2 separate regions of the Sus scrofa genome follow, and region 1 is linked to region 2. A link is a contact called in public HiChIP or PLAC-seq data. All regions are on one chromosome and are shown on one strand. The core of a region is the stretch at or near the end of the contact, and the rest is flanking DNA. Distances in the headings are between cores, read along the strand shown. Region 1 holds the start of XRN2 (5'-3' exoribonuclease 2). Region 2 holds the start of RALGAPA2 (ral GTPase-activating protein subunit alpha-2).

Region 1 (6,369 bases), core at 2,045-4,544, 430 kb before region 2:
CAACATGAATGACTTTTAAAGTAACTATTCTGAATCAAAGTAACCAAGCCAAGTTAATGGGGGAGAATAGATACTGTATAATTCCATTTACATGAAATGGTAAAAAATGAAAACTTCCTATCTATAGAGTCAGAAATCAGTGGTTGACTAAAGATGGGCAGCAGGAAGGGGCTGTGGGGAGGAACAACAAAAGGGCAGAAGGAATGTTTCAGAGGTGTGTTCATTATCTTGACTGTGGTGATGGGTTCATGGAGACACACAAATGTCAAAATGTGTTAAATGTACACTTTCAGTATGTGCAGTTTGTTTAGGTCAATTATGTCTCGGGGAAGGAGCAAGGGGAGAACAGAAGGAGAAAGAAAAACAGATCAATCTAGGAGGACCAGTATTTAGAGTTCTGAGAGGGCAGACAAAAAGAAAAGCAAGGAGAAAAAAAAAAAAAAAAAAAATCAAAGCGTGAGTTCCCATCGTGGCGCAGCGGTTAACGAATCCGACTAGGAACCATGAGGTTTTGGGTTCGATCCCTGCCCTTGCTCAGTGGGTTAACGATCCGGCGTTGCCATGAACTGTAGTGTAGGTTGCAGACGCGGCTCGGATCCTGCGTTGCTGTGGCTCTGGCGTAGGCTGGCAGCTACAGCTCCAATTAGACCCCTAGCCTATGCCACGGGAGCCTCCATATGCCACGGGAACGGCCCAAGAAATGGCAAAAAGACAAAAAAAAAAAAAAAAAAAAAACAAAGAGTATTCCCTGGAATAAAGAACAAAAGTCTCCAGACTCAGAGTCAACGAAGTACTGATCAAAATGAACTGAAATTAAAAACAACAACAAAAAATACCTGTATGTAAGTACATCATCATGAAAGTTTATAACATCAAGGATAAAGATCTTTTAAAATTTTAGAAAGCAAAACAGAACTACAGAAGAATGAAAGCAAAAAAGTTAAGAGCACGGGCTTCCTGGTTTTGACACTGCTGTGCCACATATTAACCACGTGACCTTGAGCACATTCCTTAGGCCCTCTGTGCTGCAGATTTCTCATCGGTAATAAGTGGAGGAGGAGAAGTACTCCTGGTTGTTATAAGGATTTAATACATTAGTCTGCAAAGTACCTAGTACGTGTTAAATACTACTAAGTGTTAGCTAAAAATAATAAATCACATTAACAATCAACTTTCATCAACAATTCTGGATGACAGAAGTGAAAAGAACAATGCTTTTAAAGTTTTGAGGGAAAGTAATTTTCAAACTCAAACTCTGCCTAGCTAATGATCATTCATGGGTAGAATGAACTTACTAAACTCAAATGCCACACAGCACTTCTTAAGAATTCAATTAAGAACAAAAACCAAGGAAGGGTTTAAGCCAGGAGGGATAATTAGAAAAAAGTACCTCCAAATCATATATTTTTTTTTAAATCTCAGGAAGCAGCTTTCCAGCAAGCCTAAATAACCAGGTATGACAGCAACAGAAATAAAAACCTCAAGCAGTCTCCAATTAGAAAGAGGACTTGATAAGAGTAGCTGATAAGAGTCTGGAAGGGGAACCATGTATAGTGGAAAACAGGCAACACACAGAAAAAGATGAAAAGTAACACAAGAGAAGAAACAGAATCACAGTACATAACCTGAATCGACACAGTGATGATAATCACCAGTACAATTTGATTTTTCTGCTTTTAAAACAAATCTGTACAGCCCAAGTCCTGACAACTTAATTTTGGACAAAGCAAAAACAGGTGACAAGCTTGAGATGAAGACTAAGGGCAGCCGGGGTAGAAAAACTAATATCTAATCCCAGAAGGTGAAGAGTCAAGAGATACTTTGTTTAGGGTATGGAATTTAAAAAAAAAATAAAGGAATATTACTTTATAACTTTAAGTTTACCAATGAAAGAAATAAAGACAAATGATTAGGAGAACAGGGGGCGGGGAAGAGGCTGTATATGTGACTACATCGTCTTCTATCATAATTAGAATTTAACAGAAACACCCAAGACCAATAAATCAGACATAAACATGATATTTAGAGAAAAACCAAAAATAGAAGTGGTTATCACTAGAGAGTAGAAATAGATTAAGGTGCAAGTAAAGTTAAAGTTTGATAAAATTTTATTTATTATTAAAGTATAAGTTTTATATAAGTTTTATAAAAGCTACATAAGAGCAAAGGAAATAAGCATTCAGTTTAACAGTTTTTTCTTTGAGAAAAACACGGGGAGTAGTAGCTATGTCACCAGAGCAAGGATTTCGCTTCCTCCTAGGATAGGAACTTGTCAAAATCAAGGTTTCACTAGACTAAGCCAAAAGTTCCTAGTGTTTAACGGGTCCTTCCTCCAAAAACGAAGGGATGGGGAACATAATGTGCCCCTGAACCTCCCCAATCTGGAAATTCTAATTAAGAGTACAAAATCGCACTTGGACCGAAACACGGAAATGATAAAAACAAAAGTCAAGTCTTCATGACACTAACAAACTAACAGCAAAAAGTATATTGTTCAAGTGCACCCAGGAATTCTGAAAATGTCAAAGGTATGCTGTCCAGCACTTGGGCACCTAGACAAGGGACCACTGAGAGACTTCCGTCCTAGCCGTTGCCGAAGTGCTTTTCTCTCCGGATGACCAGACAACAGCAACAAATGGCCTCTCCCACAGAAGAAAACCTTTCAGGATGGGTCAGGAGACAACAAAAAGCTCGTCGCCCGGGACTGCTTCACAAGGTGCTTAGAGGCTGGCACCTGCACCCGCGCAGCGCTAACCAGCTAACTCAGCGGACCGACAGCCACTATGCCTCTTTCGAAACCCGACAACTGCCGAGCCGGGAGGAAACAAAGCCGTGGGCGGGGCCTTCGGGCCAGGAACCCGCGGACAGGGGAGGAGCAACTCTCCCCGAGACCCGGCGCCCGGCCCTCACCCTGGCAAGGCCGCCCCGGGGACCAGAGTCCGAGCTGCCGCGCCCAGCGCGCGTCCGGCCGAAGCTGTCGGGGGCAGACAGGGGCGCGGGCCCCTGCACAGTGCCCTGGAGGCGGACGGCGGGCCTCGAGGACCGCGGCCTGGACACTCCGGGCCTCCGGGTTCTGGCGTGGCGGCAGCCTGGAGCCTCCTTACCTTCTCTTCCACGCAATTGACAATGATGGACGGGTACTTGCGGCTGAGCCAGCGAAAGAAAGCCGGGACTCCCATAGCAGCGGCGCAGGTGGAGGTGGCGGCCCTGCCCGCGGACGGACGTAACCCAAGAGACAAGCAGCCGCGGGCACTGGCACTTCCTCCCACGTGCGTCCGGCGACCGGAAGTGAGGTCACGGCGACGCCGCCGGGGAAGCTGGGAAGGAGGCTCCGACGGGGCGGGGCCGAGCCGGACCCGGGGGCGACGCTGCCCCGGAGCTCCCGGCTGCAGGCTTCCTACCGCGGAATCCCAGCTTCCCGCAGGCACCCGGTCTGGTCTCCTCCCCCATCTCGGTTCACAGTAGAATCTAAGCATCTACACGCACTGGTTATTTTTTTCTTCCTGATTTCTCCTGGTTTTATGCCGCAGTATCTATCTGGACTATCAACTATATGTATTTTTAAATATTTCGCTCCAATGATGGCTGGTTTGCATAACGCTCTTAAAAACAGTTATAAAATGTAATGTAGCATTTAGCATCTAATTCAACCTTCCAACTACATTTATGAGTATAAAATAATTGCTGGGATCACTCTCCAGTATTTATTGGAGCGCTTACATTGTGCTAAAGCACTGGCTAAGGGATTATCTCATTTGATCATCACTTGAGCCTTCCGAGGGTGTTTTTACTATCTTCACCTCACAGGTGAGAGGGCCAGGTTGTTAATGGGGTTAAGTCACTTGCTTATTCACACAGCTTGTGTTTCTGTCCAAGTAAAGTTCATTTAATTCTCTGTCCTTGCACTAACAGGATACTTTTATCCCTTGTTTTCTGATGGCTTCAATACATTTTTTTCAGTATATAAAAAGGGAGGGGTGGAGGAGGAAGTATTCATGCTCAAGTCTGGAAGTCCATCTCCCTGGAATCGCCTCTTGGCTTGACAGATCACGCTCAATCCCAAGGCTCACCTTAAGAGGCCTCAATGAAAGCATTTCTTCCTGCTTCCTGGCCTGCGGATTTCAGTGCCCCCTCCTCTGTGGTCTGTTGCCACTTTGTTTAAACTGCTGGTGTGGAATTGAGATAAATCATTCACCCATATTGTACGTAAAGACAGCCAAAACTATTGTTGGGAATTATGTCAGTGGTGAACCCCCTCATGTCTAGAAACAGCCCTCCTCATCAAGTATTTGGTTCTGGGGGGCTGGGGGCGGGAGAGGGGTGCTGTGTTCTTAACAGGACGGTAGGCATCTGATACAAGGGTGGATAGCTGGGCAAGTTGGGCCTTTGAGAGTCCTTGCCCAGTATTTTTGAAACTTCAGGACATGAGGAAGGCAAAGCAGCCCCTTCCAGATGGTTGATAGGTGAAAGATAAGAATGACTTGTTGACAGTCTGCAATAAAAGAAGCAGATTTAGTCCCTGGTTGCTGTGGTTTTTGAGTACAGCTAAATCCTCTTCGTGCAATTTGGTTGGTAAACCTGTCCTTTAATTCCATGAGCCAATAAATTCTCCTTTTGCCCTAAGCTCTTTTGGTCTAAGTTCCTATCCCTTGCAAAGGAAAGAATCCAAACAAACCACTAACAAAATTTGGGGAATATACAACCAATTCACCTGGGTGCTAAAATTGCTTTGCATAAAAGAGGTGCCAAAAAAAAAAATGGAATTTGGGGCACTCAGAAAAGGGGAAGGCGAAAGGTAGAGATTGGGGGAACCTGAAGGGTGACGGGAGGATATGGACTAAGTGTTGTGACACTTTCCCCAAGACAGTGTTTCCAGTGAGGTCTACCAGACTCAGACTTGGTGTGGGGTTTCTTTTGTTGTAGAAATTGAAAAAGAAGACGATTCTCGTGTTGGGGCCACTGTGGTCTAGAACACAGGGCTGAGCAAGACAGCAGAGCTCAAAGGGAAGAGGGGGCGAGGAGAATTTATAAGCATTGGAAATTAGCAGGAATACAGAACCAAGCTTTGAACTTCTACACTCTGGGCAAAGGACTGCCCCCAGCTGATAACTGGATAACATTAATATGAAGAATAATATGAAATACATAGAAGCCAGAATGTATACATTCATAAATTAGTTTTAAAGCCCCATTATCACTGTAATTAGAGAAAATAATATTTGGGCTGCTGTAACAAAATACCACAGACTGGGTGGCTTACAAACAAGAGAAATTTATATCTTCCAAGTCTGGAGTTTGGGAAGTCCAAGATCAAGAGGTTGGCAGATTCAAGGTCTGGGGAAGGTCATCTTCCTCACTGACAATCATGTTTTTCACTGTCATCCCATATGGCAGAAGGGGCAGGGGTATCTCCTGGTTCTCTCTTTTTTTTTCTCTCTATAGCTGCACTTGCCACATGTGGAAATTCCCCCGCCAGGGGTCAAATCGGAGCTGTAGCTGCCAGCCTACACCACATCAATGCAGGATACCTAACCCACTGAGTGAGGCCAGGGATTGAACCCACATCCTCATGGATACCTAGTAGGTTTTGTTACTGCTGAGCCACAATGGGAACTCCCAAATTTCTAGGATTTTGATATATTCAGATCTTGTCTCAAATGCTTCTTGTAACCAAAAACAATGTGCAATCATTATCACCAAATGTAATTCACAGGCACAAATGAATATGACAGTGGTGAGCAAACACACAAAACATGTTTGTTCCTATGCAGTCCTATCCTCATGGAACTTCAGGATGCAGCTCAGAAATGTAAATACAGAAAGGTAGTCCAGAAAGGAAGATAATTGAAGGAGGCATTTTTTTAAGGCCTCAATATGTACACACTGCTGAACACATTCAGAAAAATTATCTCCCTCTAAACTTTCTCAGTCTAAGCTCACATCTTATGTTAACCAAAGATGTAAAACAATGAGCAGCATACCCCAAAGTGTGTGAGAAAGGGGTTCTGTAGTAAGATGACTTTGGGAACTCTGGGTTAAATTGAGGTAAGCAGACTATGTTTCTGTGGCCATCTTAGCACCTTTCTGCATGCCCCATCTCTCCATTTCTCTAACCACACCCCCCAACCTTTCTTGCAAGGTATTTTGTGGGCCTTGAATCCCTCAAAATATGCTCTATGTGTAGAAGGGAGTACAGGCTGAGATGGACATTTTAGCAAGCTTTGGCTGCATGTAGTTTGGCTTCAAAGAACAGGATTTGACCAAAAGCACAAATCTAAATCCATCCTTGTTATTCCATGGATTTCGATGACAAATCCCATAACCTCAAACAGTCAAACCTGCTAGAACATGACTTGCTTGTAAAGCAGG
Region 2 (5,835 bases), core at 1,984-4,483:
ATTTCAGTGTGTGTCTTTTTTTATTTCTGACTGAGCCTGTGTCATGTAGAAATTCCCTGGCCACAGCAGTGACCTGACCCGCTGCAGTGACAGTGGCCTTTTAACCTGCTGTCCCTGTGGGGTTAGGGATCGAACCTGCATCCTCGCAGATTCTAGTCAGGTTCCTTACTGATGAGCCATGAGGGGAACTCCTGCATTGTAAGTTTTTAACTCTTAATTTAAACTCTTTGTTTTTTGCTTTCTAGGGCCACACCTGTGGCATATGGAGGTTCCCAAGCTAGGGGTTAAATCGGAGCTACAGCCTACGCCACAGCCTGTGCCACAGCCACAGCAATGCCAGATCTTAGCCGTATCTGCGACCTACACACCAGTCATGGCAATGCTGGATCCTTAACCCAATGAGCTAGGCCAGGGATCGAATCCACAACCTCATGGTTCCTAGTCAGATTCGTTAACTGCTACACCACGATGGAAACTCCTTGATTTATACTCTTGATTTCCTGGCACGCTGAGACTCCAGGGAAAAAGAATTAATTGCAAAGCAGGTAATGTCCTCAAGTTCACAGTCTAGCAGAGAGATTCTGTGGTGCAATGGAAAATAAGTATTCTTACTTTCTTTTCTTCACATGTATTAAACATGGTGGGTGGGTGAAAAAGCTGAAAGTAATAACCTAGTTTTCTTGCTTTTTTGGAGAAGACTTAGAGTTCTACATTTTCATCAGCAAGAAAAGGCTTGTTATGATGGATGTGATGAATCTATATGCATGAATGCCTGTTTCTGGTTCTACCAAGTTTTGATCATGTCACGTGTTTACTGAGCACTATTGTTTCTCTTTTCATTTATCCAGTTGCTCTGTCCCTCAACCGAGTTGGAAGCTTTGGAGGTCAGGGGCCTGCATCTTATACAACTTATTATCTCTAGAGTTTAGACTCATGCCTTGAACACAGCAGGTGCTCAACAAATGTTTGACTATGACGACTGGTTGCTTTGCGATAGAAAAGTTGAATTTCCTAATATCCTATTTTTTCCATCCTATTTTTTTCCATCAATGCAATGAAAGGTATCCTCTCCTAGAGGAATGATGCAGTGAATATTATGATTACTATGTGTAGTCAGATTAAGGCTTAATTTCTGCAGTAAAGACACTCAGAATGCCTTGACTTAAGAGAGGAGGTAACTTCTCTCTTGTGGCATTCTTGGAGGGTTTGTGGCCCTGATTGAGATGTCATTTGGGGACTGAGGCTGGTAGGGCAGTTCTGCCATCAGCATGTTGTGGTGCTTCCATTTCTGGGTCACCCATATCATTGTGTTTATTGGTGGTCTATTCCTTTTGGTTGCTGAGTAATGTTCCTTTGGAAGAATACATCCCAGTTCTATAAGTGCTATTTGACAACTGGACAAATATAGAGGGAGGCTCTAACAACAAAGTGATATCTTTGGCATGACTAGTTTAATGTGTAGGATTATAGGGAGTTCCTGTTGTGGCTCAGTGGTTAAGAACCTGACTAGGGTCCTTGAGGATTCAGATTCGATCCCTGGCCTTGCTCAGTGGGTTAAGGATCCGGTGTTGCTGGGGCTGTGGTATAGGTCATAGTTGCAGCTCTGATTTGACCTCAGCCCGGGAAGTTCCATAGGATGCAGGTTGGGCCCTAAAAAGAAAAAAACAAAACAAAAAAGGTAGGGTTATTTTAGCTTTTTGTCCCATTTCATTAATTAACTTTTTTTTTCCATTCTGGGGCCACACCTGTGGCCTATTGAAGTTCCCAGGCTAGGGGCTGAATCAGAGCTGCCACTGCCAGCTTATGCCACAGCCACAGCAATGCCAGATGTGAGCCGTGTCTGTGACCCACTCCGCAGCTTACAGCAAGGCCAGATCCTTAACCCACTGAGTGAGGCCAGTGATCAAACCCACATCCTCAGAGACACTATGTCCGGTTCTTAACTCACTGAGTCACAATAGGAACCCCCCATTTGGTTTAATGAATTTTTACTGAGTGCTTCCAAGTCAGATACTGTGCTCAGTGATGAGGGTATAAAGCTGTGTAAACACTGAGGTCTTCCCCCAAGTTACAGTTCAGATGAATGAGAAAAAGACAGTTGTGTCATCCCAATTGGATGGAAAACACATATTTTAAACAACTAATTTAAGTGTTTGCTAAAATGTTGTTAAAATCTGGAGCATCAAAGGCTCCAGATGCCAGTAAATAACGCTACAGATCTCTTGTCAGAAATCTCCAGACCATCTTCTATCTCAGAGTCTTGCCCCAGGTTACAGGGGCCTGGCCTTAAAAAGCATACCAGCCTGAGAGTCAGGTCCCTCAGGTTCTATTTCTGGTTCTGCTACTGTATTGCAAGGAGGCCTTGCACAACATGGAGACTAAGGTTCACTTCCCACAAAGCAAGAGGTAAGACGTTGAGATGCCCTTCGAAAGAGGCACCCACATATCCCAAGTGAGGATGGGTCCCAGGAACCAAGGGAGTGGCTGGCCTCCTCTCCCAGAGCCTAGGCATGTGCTTTCGTACTCCAGAGCCATTCATTTTAGTGTGAAACTGGAGCTGCGATTTGGGTATGATCAAAGGGATTTGCACTCTTTCCTGCTCCCTCCCTCCCTGGTGTGAATCTAGAACTTAGAATAGTTCACATTTTGAAAGCCTTAATTAAATTTATCTTGCTGAAATGTTTCTGTGGTCCACGCTGCACTAAAGGGAACTGGGGCTGGTGCACAGGCCAGAAAGTGTAGGTACAGAAGCCTTGGGCCTTCTGGGGTAAGGAGCGGGTAGATGCTGCCCAGTCGCTGGAGACCTTGGAAATGAGTTTCAGCGCCACGCCTTCAGGAGAACTACATCTCCCAGAAGCACTTGCGGCCCACGGCTGGGGAGGAAAGCGGAGGACGTGCTCAGAGCCCGCCCACTGACTCCAAAGTGCTGAGGGCACGCAAGCCTGATTGGAGGGCCCGGTCGCAGCGCATCCCGGGACCTGTAGTCCAGCGTGAACGTGGGGCCAGCTTCTTTGTGATTTGCGGCTCTGGCTCTGCGCCCTGGTGAGCCCCGGCGAGGCAGTCCCCATCACGCTCGCGTGCGCTGCGCCCGAGGGGCCGGCCCGCACCTCCCGCGGGGGCGGGGCGGCGGGTTCCGCGCAGTCACCGCCTTCCTGCCCCGCCCCTCGCCGGACCAGCCCGCCCCTCCTTCCTGGAGCCACAACCCGGGCGGCGGCAGCAGCGGCGGCGGCGGCGGCGGCGGCGGCGGCCGGGCGGGAGGCGGCGAGCGGCCCGCGCGACACGCGCCGGCCCGACCCTATGCGGTGACTCGCGCGGCGCAGTCGCCTCCTGCCCCGCCGGCGGGGCCCGGGCTCCCGCGGCGGCATGTTCTCCCGAAGGAGCCACGGGGATGTGAAAAAGTCCACCCAGAAGGTGCTGGACCCCAAGAAGGACGTGCTGACCCGCCTGAAGCACCTGCGGGCGCTGCTGGGTGAGGCGCGCGGCGCGGCCGGCGGGGCACTTGCAGGCGGGTCGGGGGTCGGAGCTGGGGGGCGGGGGCGCCAGAGATCTTATTGTTCCCCGGAATGCGGGCACCCCGGCCCTCGGGCTCGCTTGTGCCCCCCAGTGTAACTTACCCCGGATTCTCACGGTGGCCCCGGGGCCGGGCATAGCTTGGACGGTCCCCTCCCCACAGAACCGGACCCAGTAGTCCTCATGAGCACACCCTGGACTGTCAGCTTCCCTCCCAGTTTCTAATTTTTAAACCGAGACCGTAAGTGGACGGAGACCCCAAGCGGTCCCAGCTTAATTGAACTGTCACTCCCTCCCCCCTGCCACCGCACTTTAATTTTATTTTTACTTATGAGCTCGATCCCCAAATAGGCTGGGACTCCAAGTGGCCCCTGGATACATTTGATTTAAGTGTCATCTCTCCTCCCATGGGTCCGGATGCTTCAGTTTCTTTGTGTCCTTCGTGTGAAGGGGGGGTCCTCGTGTCAGCTTGGAGGGAGGGTGACTTTCCTGGGTTCAAGGAGGCTGCTTCTCCTTTATTGTCAGGATGACACCGATGGTTATGTGCCTTCTTCCGTTTTTATGAGCTTGCTGGGTGGAGGGTCTGCAGAGCCCAGGTGGGCCTGCACTTGACCTGTGAGGAAGCTCACCCCTGGGGGTGTGAAGTGTCCACAAGGCTTCCTGTCACCAGCCGCCTGTGATCTGTAACTGGTTTGCTCTGTGTTTGTTTTCTTAACTCCTTAGTCTTCTGTTTAGGGTGAAAACACCTTTGCCATTACAGATGGACTTGTCCTTGTGTGTTTGGGGGCTGAGAAAAGGATACCTTATATTTCCTCTAGTTATCTTTGTTATTCTTAAATTGAGCACAAATCACCTGATTTAGGGCACACGGTCTTAATGTGTCTGTCACTTGAGGGAATATGGTAGAAAAGAATTCATTTTATATGTGAGAATTTTTTTTAAAAGATCTTGTTCATGAGATGAAAAGTTGCAAGTGATTTCTATTTATACTCTGCGAAGTACTTCTAAGGGGGAAAAATACACACACCTGGTTTTGCCAAGTGAAGTTTTTCACATTCCTGGATTCCTTGAGATTCCACTGTCCTGTTCAGTTTGGAATGAAATGTAAATTAGGCACTGTTACAGGGATTAGTTTTCAAGACTTTGGAAAGTGAAATGCTGTGTTCTTGGTAAACTGGACTTTCTACTTCCTGTACTGAAATACTAGGAGCACACTGCTCGCTTTATGCGGAGTTCCCAGTGGTGACAGCTTAACACCTCCTGCAGGGGCATTTTTGATAAAGGAGAGTGGAGTATCATTGTAAAGTGTTTGATACTTGGGGCCTTTTTTTGTGGTAGAGAACTGGAGCTTTTTGTTCTGGCCAGGTCTACAGGATTAAATTGGCTACATTTGTAAAAGGCAGAATCAATTAAATCTAGATCAGTTGGGAGTTCCCTTCATGGCTCAGTGGTTAACGAATCCACTAAGAACCATGAGGTTGCGGCTTCGATCCCTGGTCTCGCTCAGTGGGTTAAGGATCCTGCATTGCTTTGAGCTGTGGTGTGGGTCACTGTGGCTGTGGTGTAGGCTGGTAGCTACAGCTCTGATTCGACCCCTAGCCTGGGAACCTCCTTATGCCGCTGGTGTGGCCTTGGAAAAAGACAAAAAAAACCAAAAACAAAAAACCTAGATCAGTTGGGTCTCTTAGGACATTGTTACCTTTCTGAGAAAGCATTTAGTTTTCTAGGCTCTGTAGTTTCACTTCAAGGTGTGTATCTTATTTTGAGGAACTTTCTTTGGTCCTTTCGTTGAGCCACTTGACCTCAGTTTTGTAGCAGTGGAGGAGCTCCTTGAAATTTCCTTATGTATATGTATGTTTTTCTTTTTTGATGCATGTGCTTGTGGAATGGCCCAGTTTATTTTGTTTATTACTGTAATCTTTATCCGTGGGGCTAGATTTTTATAAATTGTCTGAGTTCCAGCCAAAATGCTTCATGTAAATGTTCACTTACAACTGTGGTTTAAAGACTTTAAAGAAAAATAGTGCATCAGTGTACGACTTCTGTCATGTCACATCCCCTATTTATTTGCTACAAAAAGGAAACGTCTACTTAGAAAAAGAGGCCTTTGGATCGGAAAGATAGAATTTAGCTGAGATCAAGAAACTATTTGAAGGAAATGAAAAAAATTATTACTGTGTTTTTATTTGTATATTTACATAATAGTCTTGCTTTTCACATATTTTCAAGTGATAATGTTGTTTTTTACATACCAAGTTGATACCACTGACCTGGATTTGTAGCCTGCAGCTGCATGACTTTGGGCAAGTTACTCAGCCTGTCTTT

The links. HiChIP or PLAC-seq counts read pairs in DNA pulled down with a chosen protein or histone mark.
Region 1: a contact with region 2 is called in an H3K27ac HiChIP or PLAC-seq map of alveolar macrophages. The contact joins the promoter of XRN2 here to the promoter of RALGAPA2 in region 2. A contact is called at or near these places in 1 of 5 promoter capture datasets (fetal skeletal muscle) and 2 of 2 datasets of contacts at active chromatin or transcription factors (alveolar macrophages and skeletal muscle).

Annotation. Positions count from the first base shown.
Region 1 is chr17:29,104,566-29,110,934 of Sscrofa11.1, reverse strand. It overlaps XRN2 (5'-3' exoribonuclease 2), which reads right to left and starts at 3,294. Exons shown (of 31, transcript XM_005672749.3): 1 at 3,105-3,294. The coding sequence starts at 3,179.
Region 2 is chr17:28,676,629-28,682,463 of Sscrofa11.1, reverse strand. It overlaps RALGAPA2 (ral GTPase-activating protein subunit alpha-2), which reads left to right and starts at 3,233. Exons shown (of 40, transcript XM_021078030.1): 1 at 3,233-3,469. The coding sequence starts at 3,364.